Linked DNA regions of Capra hircus: region 2 is linked to region 1. A link is a contact called in public Hi-C data. All regions are on one chromosome and are shown on one strand. The core of a region is the stretch at or near the end of the contact, and the rest is flanking DNA. Distances in the headings are between cores, read along the strand shown.

Region 1 (6,363 bases), core at 2,420-4,919:
GAATGAGAAGCCTTCCTTTTGGAAAGCTGGCCTGCAGCCGAAAATCAATGGCTAGTTCTTTCTTCCTCTACTGTTCCTCTCTTCCAACTTTATATGAAAACAATACTTTCTTCTTTTTCATGAGTGGAAAGAACAGCCAGTAATAAATAGAGGGAGGGTCCCTCAAGTCCAAGCTATGGTAACCTCAATCCATGGTAATCCCATATATTGTTCCCTTTTCCAGAATGTGTCATTTACTTCCCACCAACATAAATGATGGAGAAGAAGAGATCATGCTTGTGTAACAGTTAATCAACCAAAGGAACCAAAGGACCGTTCCCCTAGCACTCTGAAGAGCATGGGTAGAGTTGCCATTGCTAGGTAACCAGGTGCAAAGCAGCATTGTGACATTTGAGCTTTCCGTAGAGAAAAATAGATTAGGAAAAGATTTAAAAGTTTCTTCAACCACATGGAGTCATGTTTTTTGAAAAACATCTTAGAGTAGTCCCAAGTGTTAGAAATCTATTTTTCTAGTAAATAAATTCAAATCTGGACAAAATAACTCCCTGAATCCTCTAAATGAGAATATTGATGATTAAAATTTGATAGTCATCCCGACGAAGGTTGATAAAGAAAATAATTTTCCATCGAAGAATAAGATGTTCCAAAATTGTCAAAACAGCTCAAGACTGTTTGTGCCCATTTCTATGTCCAATACAGTGTGGAAAGAACTCAGTTCTATGAATCAGCATCATTGAAAAGAGAATAATGAAATAAATATGAAGTGAGCTATCTGCTTTAAAAAAATACTCTTTGTGCCTGTTTGGAAGGTGTTTGAAAGCAAAAGTTACAGTTTCTTTAATAAATATATATACATGTTGTTGCTATTATTTAGTTGCTAAATCATATCTAACTCTTTTGTGACCCCATGGACTATAGCCCATCAGGCTCCTCTGTCCATGGGATTTCCCAGGCAAGAATGCAGGAGGGGGTTGTCATTTTCTTCTCTGGGAGATCTTCCCAACCCAGGGAGTGAGCCCACATCTCCCGCATTGGCAGGCTGATTCTTTACCACTGAGCCACCAGGGAAGCCCAAATATATATTATATATTATTAATATATATATTAATATATATTTATGTTGATGCTGCTGCTAAGTCACTTCAGTCGTTTCTGAATCTGTGCGACCCCATAGATGGCAGCCCACCAGGCTCCCCCGTCCCTGGGATTCTCCAGGCAAGAACACTGGAGTGGGTTGCCATTTCCTTCTCCAATGCATGAAAGTGAAAAGTGAAAGTGAAGTCATTCAGTCGTGTCCAACTCTTAGCGACCCCATGGACTGCAGCCTACCAGGCTCTTCTGTCCATGGGATTTTCTAGGCAGGAGTACTGGAGTGGCTTGCCATTGCCTTCTCTGATATATATTTTTATATATTTATAATATGTAATTATATATATCATATATTAATATATAAAATATACAAATATATGTAAGCCAATATGTAAATTGGCATGTGGCTAATTTAATATAAAAAATTACAAATATTTTATGACTGTTCAGCTTTTCATTGAAACCATCTAGTGATGCTGTGGGAACTGGTCTCCCCACAATGCTTAATGCCAACTCAGTGGAGCATGGGGATGGTAGGGATGAGAGGGGGTCCTGGAGAACATGGGATACGGGACCCAAAAAAGTATGAAATCAAAGTCAAAAGCAACAGATGGGACAGCAAGATGAGAAAGGGAGAGGGGAAGGAAGAGTGAAAAGGGGAAGACAGGCATCTTAGTGAAGGCTGCTACTTTCCTAAAAATTAAAAAGATTAAGCGAAAGGAAAACCAGAACTTGCTAATATGGGATCAGAATAGATACTAAAACCCTGAACAAAGAGCAGTAGAAAGAGAACAGTAACTCTGCCCGACTGTTGCCCTGTCTCTGCAGTGTTCACATTCAGCGGCTCCCTGGCCAGGACTGGCCTCTGTTCCAAGTGGACACTGTGCTTCTCTCTGAACAAACTGTAGCTAAAAGAATTTTAAATATGGATGTACCACTGATTCCTGTGTGTTATCAGAGCTTACCAGGCCATCTCTAGACACACAGGAATCCCTCCCCAGCAGGCCGGGTAAGTCACGATCTCAGACAATGGGGATGAGTAGAGGCCGGAGGGAAGGCCCGGGGGAAAAGCTAGAATAATGTCAGGTACAGACTGACCTCTTCTTGCTGGTGGTGGTTTATTCACTCAGTTGTGTCCGGACTCTTTACAACTCATGGACTGTTGTCTTTCAGGCTCCTCTGTCCATGGAATTTTTGAGGAAAGAATACTGGAGTGGGTTGTCATGCCCTTCCCCAGGGGATCGGGGTCTTTTCAACCGAGGGATGGAACCTGGGTCTCCTGCATTGCAGGCAGATTTTTTAAACAATTTAATTAATCTATCTGTGGCTGTGCAGGGTCTTCGCTGCTGGGCTTTGTCTAGTGGCAGTGAGTGGGGGCTACTCGGGTCGCGGGGCACTGGCTTCTCCCTGCAGTGGCCTCTCCCGGGGTGCAGAGCAGGCTTGGGGTGCCAGGCCTTCAGTCGTTGCGGTGCATGGCTTTAGCCGTTCTGCAGCACGTGGGATCTTCCTGGATTAGGGATTGAACCTGCATCTCCTACATTGGCAAGTGAATTCTCTATCAACTGAGCCACCAGGGAAGCCCTTCTTGCTATCTTGATTTCTTATAAAGCAGTCTCCTCAACCTTTAAAGCACTACAGAGTCAGCTTAGGGATATTGTTCAAATGTAGATACCGGTTCAGAAGCGCTGGGATGAATCCAAATGCTACATTCTTACAAGCTTCTGGTGATGCTGCTGGTCTTCAGACAGCCCTGGGAGGAGTGATTTATAGAGCACCCTGACGAACCCTGATTGAGTCGGGTGTCACAAGAGGAAGGGGGAGAATGAGAGAGAGACTCTTTCCTGCAGTTTCCTATAGAGAGTATGCGGGAAGCAACATATGTTCTTTGTCCCCTTATTACAGTACTCTGTCCACTTCCCCAGGATTCAGAGTGATGACAGTTTCCCTTTTGAACTTTTAGGGAGCTGGCAAGCTCTACCCATGAGACTGGACACAGAGCAATACCAGGTGTGAGTCACCCAGGGAAGGAAGCGAAATGCAGCGATTCTGGGAGCTCTAACCTGCCCTCTGAGCTGGGCACCTGGCTGCCCCCCTGCAGCTTCTCTACTTTGTTTGAACTTAATCCTTCTTCCCTGGAGGAACAATAATTATCTCTGAATCACGCTCAACCTGAACATCAAGTGTATGTTGAAAAGCTTGAATGATGGAAGCAGCAATATTGAGAAAGTGATAAAAATCAGACTTCAGGACAGAGGCTAGTGGTTCAAGTCTGATTTCTTTACCTCCTTGAAAGATGTTTCTCACCTAGAAGCTACCTCCGTGCTCCTGTGTGTGAGACAGGGGTGATGGAATGCATCCCCTACAAACCAGAGGCAAACAGCATTAAGAAAAATGATGGTTTGGCCTCCTGAGGAGAGTCGGAGTTAATACTCAATCTCAGTTGGAGTACTTTCGTCTTTATTTCCTTTGACAGTAACTGCGTGTTGCGTGAGGCAGTGTGGGTGTCCTCAGGGGTGGCCACCTAACTTTGCATGTTTCCTGACTGACACAACACTCCTGCCAGTGCCTAGGGGCCGGGGTGGTGAGTGTCAGTGGGAGGAGTAACCAAGTTTCACTTCCTTGCTGGTTGGAGACTTGCAGCCACAGCCGGCTTGGGTCTCACCAAGGAGGGGAGACTGTGAGGAACAGCAGAGCCGTCCCTCTCTGCCGCTTACCCAGAGCACCTTGGCAGGGGCTTTGTGGACGTGAGGGGCGTGAATGGGCAGAGCAGACTATCTAGAAGGGAAGATGAGCACCCAGGATCCTTCAGATCTGTGGAGCAGGTCGGATGGAGAAGCGGAGCTGCTCCAGGACTTGGGGTAAGAGGGCAGGTCCCCTTCTCCTGGAGGTTCTTGGGTGAACCTTAACTCACGGCTCTGACCTGAATGCTCAGCTTGATGAGTGATTACCTTAGTACTGTCTCTCTCTGCCTGCCAATCTTCCATTCTTATTACTCAAAGGACAGTAGATACTCACCTCTGTGTGGGGCCAATTCCACTGTGAAAGCATGTATCATCTTTGCAGATCTAAAAATAAGGAGGTGGAGAAAACGGGACAAAAATAAAATATTGGAAATTCTTTGAGATTATGGACAGAACTGGGCTGTGGTCACTGATGTTGCTGGGTTTCCTTGTTGTTATTGATCTGGTTTATAAATAAATGTGCTGTTTAACAGTTCTGAGCTCCAAGCTGTGAAATAAACAGAAAGCCTAGACCCTGCCATAAGGGAGAGGGACTTTTTCAAAAGAGAAAGAATGAGGAAGTGTGTGCAGCCGTGTCCCATATGTGTTTCTTTCTCCCGACACTACACTTGTGACCTCTTGTATGCATGCATGTCTGGAAGGACAACTTTGACCCTTTCAAATACTAACAAGTCAGGAAGGGGATAAACTTTCTGCTTCAAACAGGCTGTACATTTAGGTAGGTGAAATCATCACAGTCCTGTCTTTAGAAAGGGACCAGACAAGACAGTTCCTCAGGATACTTAATAAAAGAAGCAAGTATTGCGCAAGAGAAGGGCAGGGGATTTCCTAGAGAAACTGCTCCTTTCCCCGGATGCACCAGGAATAGACTGGCAAGGCTGGTTTTGACATCTGTGATTCCAGAGAGGCAAGCCTTGCACCTGCTGTCCTACTAAACAGCTCTGATCTTCACAAACACCCAAGGACAGAGGACCTTCACTCATCTCCATCTTACAAAGGAAGGAAACAAGCACCAAAGGGACTGAGTTAAGTTCCAACAGTCACCAATCAATTACGAGTCAGGTTTCCAATCTGCCAGGTCTGTGTTCTTAATCAGAGAAAAACTGGGGATGAACTCTCTCTCCTTGAAGACCGTAGAGATTGTATCTTTTGGAGTTGTATTACTATAAGAGTTCTCAACGAGTCCTGTCTTTATTAATAGATTTTAAACTTGAGGTCTCAGAATTGAACTCTACCTTCATAAGGTAAATCAGACATAACAGCCAGATTTTTCAGTAAAGGAAACTCCCCTTATGGGGAGTGGAGTCAGAGCTCCAGGACACTTCTAGCCTCCTGGACCAAATCCCCAAACAGCAGAGGTCAAATGCCCCCTGAGCATCCAAAACAGTCTTCACAGAGCCGAGGCATGAAAGCAGGAAGCTGGGCTCTCACTTAGATCTTTATTAACTTATTAAACTATCATTCTTTATGCGATGGATTATCTAGATTCCCAGCCCACAATTGGTAGGAAGCTCCAAAGGAGAAAAGACAAAGGAAATATTCAGCTCTGCTCTCTTAATTCAACAATCCTTGAACCGAGGCTCTGTGATTGAGTACCCTTGGCACTCACTTCAATGACAGAGATGAGCTAATGCTGTCTCTTCTCCCCACCTTAGTGCTCATAGCAAGAAATGACTACAGGTAAAACCCACCAGGAAACAGGTGTCTTTCCTCTACATGTGGAGATGGACATCCACTGTAACGCCCAGTTACCCCCAAAAGGTGCTTTTATGTCCAGACCTCTCTATTTCAGGAGGCCTGGAAATGTCTTTAACATGGGAGGATGGTTTCTGTAACAACAGGCCAGCTACAGTTGTCTAGGGAAATTGCTCTACAGTTGTGTTTCTTAACCTTGGCCATGAACTAGTATAACCTAAGGAGTTTAAAAAAATTCCCTGCCCAGGCCACCCACCAGACAAATGACATCAGTGTCTTGGGAGGTGAGCATTTTCTTTGTAAAGTTTCCAAGTGATTCCAGAGGGAGACTGAAGCTGAGAATCCCTGCACAGAACAGAAATCCGTCAGAATCACTGAGTCAATGTGGCCTTGTTTTTCATTTGTTGAGTACGTACATGAGGAATCTTAAAGCCATGAATAAATAGATACTGATATTTCATTTGTGGGTTTGGGAGCATTTTGTTTACCAGTTTTTTATAGATATATTTAATAGATCATAGAATTCACTCATTTCTAGTGTACAGTTCAATAATTTGTAGTGGCTTTAAAGAGCGCTACAACCATCGCCATAAACCAATTTTATAACATTTTCATCACCCTGATAAGAAGCCAAAAGAGCATTTTTTTTTTAATACTCCGTGTTGGGTAAATATATCACCTGGCTGGTGGATGGCCCTGTTTCCCAGGTATAAATACTCCGACCTTGGGCATTTTCAAGCTGCCAAAGGTTTAACAACAAGCTTAAAAAGTCCCTGACAATTTAATAATGGACTTGAGCTCTTGTCCCTCTAGGACAATCCTGATACACTTCTCGTCG
Region 2 (6,404 bases), core at 563-3,062, 200 kb before region 1:
TTATCATTGCATACTAATATTTTTTAAAAGCCTATCAAATACAAAGGTCATGAGCTTGTCAAAATCATCACTGCTATTTTAAAAGTTATTTCCAATTAAGAAAAAGGAATGTAGTAAAAGAAAAATTTTTAAAGCTCTGAATAAGCTAGATACATTGCAGGGAATGATGCAATGATCAAGCATCAAATGATGCTAGATTGAGATCCTTTCATTATTGCTTTCAACACACTTTACAAACACACGGGCCAACTCCTACTGCCTGTAACATACAGTAAGCATTTAACTATGCACTAGTGTGTTCAGATTAACCTGTTAAGTAAAATATAAACACCATGGCAGATTTGCATTCGTCCCTCACATGCAGGGCTATTCACAGCACATTTTAATTCATTCACCAGGTTCAGCCAACTTTGTAGCAATTACAGAAATAATTGTGCCAAATTTAGTTTACTTGAGCACTGAATTGCTTTAAATGGTTTAGTTAGATATAGATTATCTAGTGGTTTTATGAAACTATGGATAAAGATAACTAAGGCAATTTTGTGTGGGATAGATAGATTAAAAAAATTGTATCTCTATTATCCTTGTATTTCCACTTCTTAGCACAACTCCTGGCAGGAAGAATACACATCATGAGTTGTGACTGGCCGAAAGTTAAAAAAAAAAAAAACAAAAAAAAACTCACAGCTTTATTGATTGGGCTAAAGTCTTAATAATTTATAACATAGTCTCCTTTTCAGAAATATCCAAAGGAATGTCGAAATAACCGGAGAACGGAATTAAATGACCTAACGGTGGTAAAGAAGGAATACCTTTTTAAAACGCGCGGGCCAGATTTGCAATAACGACTCAGTTCAGCTGTGAGGTCCCTTAGGCAGAGGCCTGGGCCATGATGGGGAAAGGCGGAGGATTTATAACAAAAAAAGCGAGAAATATGCCGTTGCTATCCTCTGTGTATCTCTAGAAAAATTCCTGAATTTAAACACAAAATGTTTCAGGGAAATTCGGTAACACCTCGGACTTCTTAAAACAGTCCTCAGCTCACCACGGTGGGGCCTACCAGCACCTGCGGCAACTTTCCCCTGGCCTCTTCCCACATTTCACAGCGCTCAGAGACATCAGCCCTCGTAGGAAAAATGAGGAAAATGAGGGAAAACGAGGTTTAAAGACGAAAAGCGACTTGCCCACGGTCTCTTGCCAATAAGTGGCACAACCACAACTCGTTTTCCGGCCTTTCAGAGTCCAGATTTCCCTCTCCTTTCATTCTTGGGTAGCGAACACACTTCACATACTAGGACCCGTATCTTGACCCCCAAACAGAAGTCGACAGCAAGAGGTCCTATACTAGTGAGCAGAGCCGAGCCCAACTCTCGCCTCCATGTCACACACGCGCGGACGCACTCCAGAGGCGGGGTTAACTTGCAGCCGACGAATCAGAAAGCTGTTTGGCGAGCCGAAGGGGCGCGCTCTCTCTGACGTCACTTCCTTCCGGAGCTGGTCTTTGCTACCATTTTCCATTATCCCACTTACCTCTTCCCCGGAAGCCCTATTGCTAGTGGAAGGCGGGATCGGCACGCGCTCCTTTTGCTCCCGGATTATATCAAAAGGTAGACGAGCGCAAGCCTCCGCGCCAAGAAACTTACCGAACAGAGGAGTTGTCGGGGAATCTGATAACCTCTCAGAAAGCTTTTTCTAGTGGTATTTACCACTCTAGAAGGTCCTCTGTCGGAAACTTCAACTCCCAGAGGCAGAGCCGGTAGCTACACGTAGAAGGCTACGGAGGTTACGTCTTTCGTCAGCCCACTGCGCCAATTCCGGACCCGCAGTGGGAGAAAGGGGCGGGGTTTGTGTGGGGCGGGGTCTGGGGTTAGGATTTCTGGAGTGGGAGGTGTTTGAGTAATAATACCTGTTTTTCCAATTCAAGGCAGGCATACACCTGCAGGCATTTATTCATATGTCCTCGTGGGCGTGGCGAGGGATGTTAAAACATTCCTACTCTTAAAAATGGCCAACACTAATAAAGGGCTTATAATTCTTCCATGTTTGAGATGAGAGGAAAGCATCTCTTGCCTGAATTATTTGTATTTATAATACAGGAGGTTTTCAGTATCACATAATTTTACACAACTCAAGTGGAAAATTAGATTTTAAAAGTGAATCAAACTCCCAATAAGAGGTAATTAAATCTAGAATGTTTACGCCTTTTCTTCCATATAGCCATAAGTCTTACTCTCCATTCATTCCTTGAGCTGTTTTTCATATACTGTTTTGTAAGACATCGGGTGACGTTTCATTGTTTATAATGCCTGACTTTACTATGTAACCTTTTTGATATATATATGGATCAAGTCACCTAAGGGAGAGCTGTAACATAATCCGGTTGATGGTCATTTTCTATATAGTTTTTGATTTGGTCCTACTTCTAATAAGTGATTATTGCAGAATTCGAAGATAAGAGTGATGTTTGAATCAGTGAATAGAAGACTGCCGTCTCAGTATGGAAAGAACTCTGGAGTGATTTATACTTGATATTTGAAAACATTCTAACATGTTTAAAGGTTTCTGTGAATAGGAAATTCCAGACTTAACTTTTCTGAAAGAATTAAAATGTCTGTAAATTTAGTTACAAAACTGAAGTCACTCTTGCTTTAAACAGTCAAATTTTACTTGAAAAACTGTCACTGCAACATGGTTGTAGGCCACTGTCTGTTTCCTCATTATGTCAAGTCCAAAAGATCTTTTAACTAAGAATTGGCAAAGAAGTCTGGATCCATTTCTGATCTGTTAGTAGGGCATCTTTTTTCAGCTACCTCCATATCAGGCCAAAGAGTAGCTGAAGGAGGATTAGTAATTGGATATTTAGCCCTTCACATGTAGGTCATTAAGCTCAGGCTGGCATAGTGATGTGCCAGAACTTTCAACAGCTGTTCAGTTGCCCCTCAGGGATCTGTTTTGTGAATAATAATATATTTTTCAGAGCTAATACCTGATACCCTTATTAAAACAAAAATTTTAAGTTACTTAAAAAACCCTCTTATGTTTTCTTTTGACATAGCCATTTAACTTTATAGTCATAGGGTGTGAAATTTAAAATGGTTCTAGTATCATCCAAAGAAAGCACTAGCAAAAAATGGACAATTTAACCAAAGATATAGAAAGCATATAGAAAATACAGGAAGGCAAAAACCACAATATGAAACAGTATTATTTTCATTAATTTGTAAAACTCATTTATTTATTTATTTGACATACTTGTTGAGTCCCATGGTTTTTTTTTTTTTGTCTTAGTATTGTTGATACAAAGATAACTAAATTGTGATCTTTGTTCTTGAGGAATCCTTAGTCTAATGGGAGAGCTGGTGTTAAATATCATACAATATAATGTACTTGAGATGCCTGTACATGGAAAGAAGCAACTAAGTGTTCCTGGAGGTGAGTGACATAGTTTCAGAAATTGAATAATTTGTTCTGTCTTGGAAAGTAAATAGATCTTCAGATATCAAGATGGAAAAAGTATTTTAAATATTGGCAACAGTGAAAGCAAAGACATGTCATAGTTTGGTACATGACTGATAAGCTGTGGTTAGGATGAGAAAGGAGGAGGAAAGACTGACCCTAAGGGTTTTTCTAATTTAGACAACTGTGTTAGCCCCTCAGTCATGTCTGACTTTTTGTGACCCCAGGGACTGCAGCCTGCCAGGATCCTCTGCCCTTGGGATTTTCCAGGAAATAATACTGGTGGGTTGCCATTTCATTTTCCAGGGGATCTTCCCAATGCAGGGATTAAACCTGGGTCTCCTGCATTGCGGGCAGTTTCTTTACCATCTGAGTTCTAATTTGGACAACTGCTACTACTGCTGCTAAGTCGCTTCAGTCGTGTCCGACTCTGTGCGACCCCATAGACAGCAGCCCATCAGGCTCCACTGTCCCTGGAATTCTCCTGGCAAGAACACTGGAGCGGGTTGCCATTTCCTTCTCCAATGCATGAGAGTGAAAAGTCAAAGTGAAGTCACTCAGTCGTATCCGACTCTTAGCGACTCCATGGACTGCAGCCTACCAGGCTCCTCCGTCCATGGGATTTTCCAGGCAAGAGTATTGGAGTGGGGTGCCATTGCCTTCTCCAATTTGGACAACTGTAGGAATGTAATTCTGTTAACTGGATCATTTGGCAAATAGTGGAAGAAAATTAGGCTTTTAAAAAATTAGTTTGGTTTTGAATATATGGCTTCTGGGGAGTCTGCAGAACATCTAAGTAGAAACAGATCTAGAAATTATCAGCACATATTTGGTATTTTAAGCCAACATCAGAGGTTGAAATCAGAGATGCTAGACCATAGGTTACAAACCTATAATGTCTATTATGACTGGAAGGTAAATGGCACAAGCTCTCTAGAAGAAAAGTGCCACAAACCTGACAGCATGGTCTGTGTTTAATCAGGGAACAAGTTTCAAGTAGTGGGCCTAATGCCATCAGAGCTCAATTTTTTAAGAGCAGCCAGAGGTCTGGTTTTCTATGTGAAATCTGATTTTTAAGTGTTTGTAACTTATTTTGTTTGTTTTTAAGTACTAAGCAAAGCATATCTTGGACCACATTTAGACAGCAGCCAGTTTGTTAAATTGGACTGTAGATCACGGGTCCCTAACCCTCAGGGCCGTGGACCGGTTAGGAACCAGGCCGCACAGCAGGAGGTGAACTGTGGTAGCAAGCAAAGCTTCATGTGTGGCTCCCAATGGCTCACATTACCACCTGAACCAATTCCCCCTCGGCCCCTCTCCCACCACCACCATCCATGGAAAAATGGTCTTCCACAAAGCTGGTCTTTGGTGCCAAATAGGTTGGAGACTGCTGCTGTAGATTGTAGAGAAGAGGGCTACAGGTAAAATCAGAATGTTAGAACACAAATATGGTAATAAATAAAGTGATGAGCTCCTCCAAAATGCTTGGCCTGAAAACATAGGGCAGTCATCACAAATTATTTTAAGCCTAGTTCTGATGTTTTATATGTATGAGAGTACTCTTCAGCAGGTTGGGGAGGTATGGGAATAGAGTTACACTTGTAGGTATATTAATTTGAGGCTAAGCAAAAAAAAAAGCCTAATTTATTTTAAATGACATGAAAGGTATCTAAAAGGCAGAATCAACCTATCATCTGTAATCATTTTCAACTTGCATTTGGATTGCCTTCAAAAATATAGAAAAAGCTTGTAAAAATGTTTTTAAAAATACCTTATCCCCCACCATCCTGAGTAACATGAATATTGAAGACTCTAGGAAGATGACTGGAGACAGTGTAGTCTGAATTTCCTCATAAAACATCTAGGACAGTAATTCCAAGAACAAATCATGGCTACAACAAGAAAGAATCCTTTTAAAGTTCAAAATGTGAACAGGTGGGAGCAAACCTCCAATTTAATATCAGAATCTGCGTAAGAGGAAATAGTGGGAAGACAACAGGGTATCTAAAGGCCATGAGAACCTCTGACTGCCAACAGGTATTCACTAACAAGCAAGGGAGATCAATATGAAATTAGCAGCAGAACTGACAGACTCTAATTTAAGAGTGAATACAGACGGATGAGCAGGAAGTTCTGAAGGTGCTCATGGGATGTGGCGGGGGGGGGGGGCGGTCTATGAATTCTCAAAAGTTAATGAACCTGAGCTCCCTTCTTGGAAAAGAGCCCAACACTAAGGGGAAACTTCTGGGAGTAGAATTCCAAATTAGACAGATTAGAGACAATATAAGCAGAGGAAAAAAGGTCCAGATGACAGTGGGAGAAGAGAAGACAGAGCTAAGAAATGACCAGGGTATGAAAGTGTCATTTTATGAAAACATCAGAAAAGGAAGCTCTGGAAGCTAGAAAATCTATTCTACACACACCTGTCTCTTTAAAGTATAGAATAGCTTATTTAAACTAAAAGTGTGCCATGAAAAGAATTATAATTCTATGTAAAGCTGTTATAATAAAAATATGAAACAGCAAAAAAGATGAAAACTGTAACCCTATATTTCAAAACAAGGGAAATTGTTTAAATGGTAGAAGATAGAACAACATAAACCAGAAAAACTCAGAAATAATGTGACTGGAGAAAAGATTTGAAGGGGAGTAACAGAACTCAGAAAATATGAAATATAAAAAGTACATAACATACTGAAAGTGCATGCAAACATAGGAAGAAAAGGAAATAGAAGTAAAACTATTCTCAGGTGACATGATTGTCTATGAAAAACATCCCCAAAAAACAAAAACTACTCATGGAATTAATAATTGATTATAGCAAGGTCACAAGTGACAAGTTAGGAAAGTTCCTGTCTACCATCGATGAACAATTGGAACTTAAAATTCAAGAAAACATTAACACCAAAAACAAAGGTATGCATCTAACAAAATATACAGGATCTATA

What was found. A called contact is a pair of places that touch in the nucleus more often than the background predicts.
Region 2: a Hi-C map of blood shows a contact between it and region 1, with 2.2 times the contacts expected there. The contact joins the promoter of TRMT10A here to the promoter of DAPP1 in region 1. A contact is called at or near these places in 4 of 5 Hi-C or Micro-C datasets (blood and liver).

The regions. Positions count from the first base shown.
Region 1 is chr6:25,114,667-25,121,029 of ARS1.2, reverse strand. DAPP1 (dual adapter for phosphotyrosine and 3-phosphotyrosine and 3-phosphoinositide) reads left to right here and starts at 3,669. Exons shown (of 9, transcript XM_005681377.3): 1 at 3,669-3,947. The coding sequence starts at 3,847.
Region 2 is chr6:25,309,471-25,315,874 of ARS1.2, reverse strand. TRMT10A (tRNA methyltransferase 10 homolog A) reads right to left here and starts at 1,812. Exons shown (of 8, transcript XM_018049277.1): 1 at 1,644-1,812.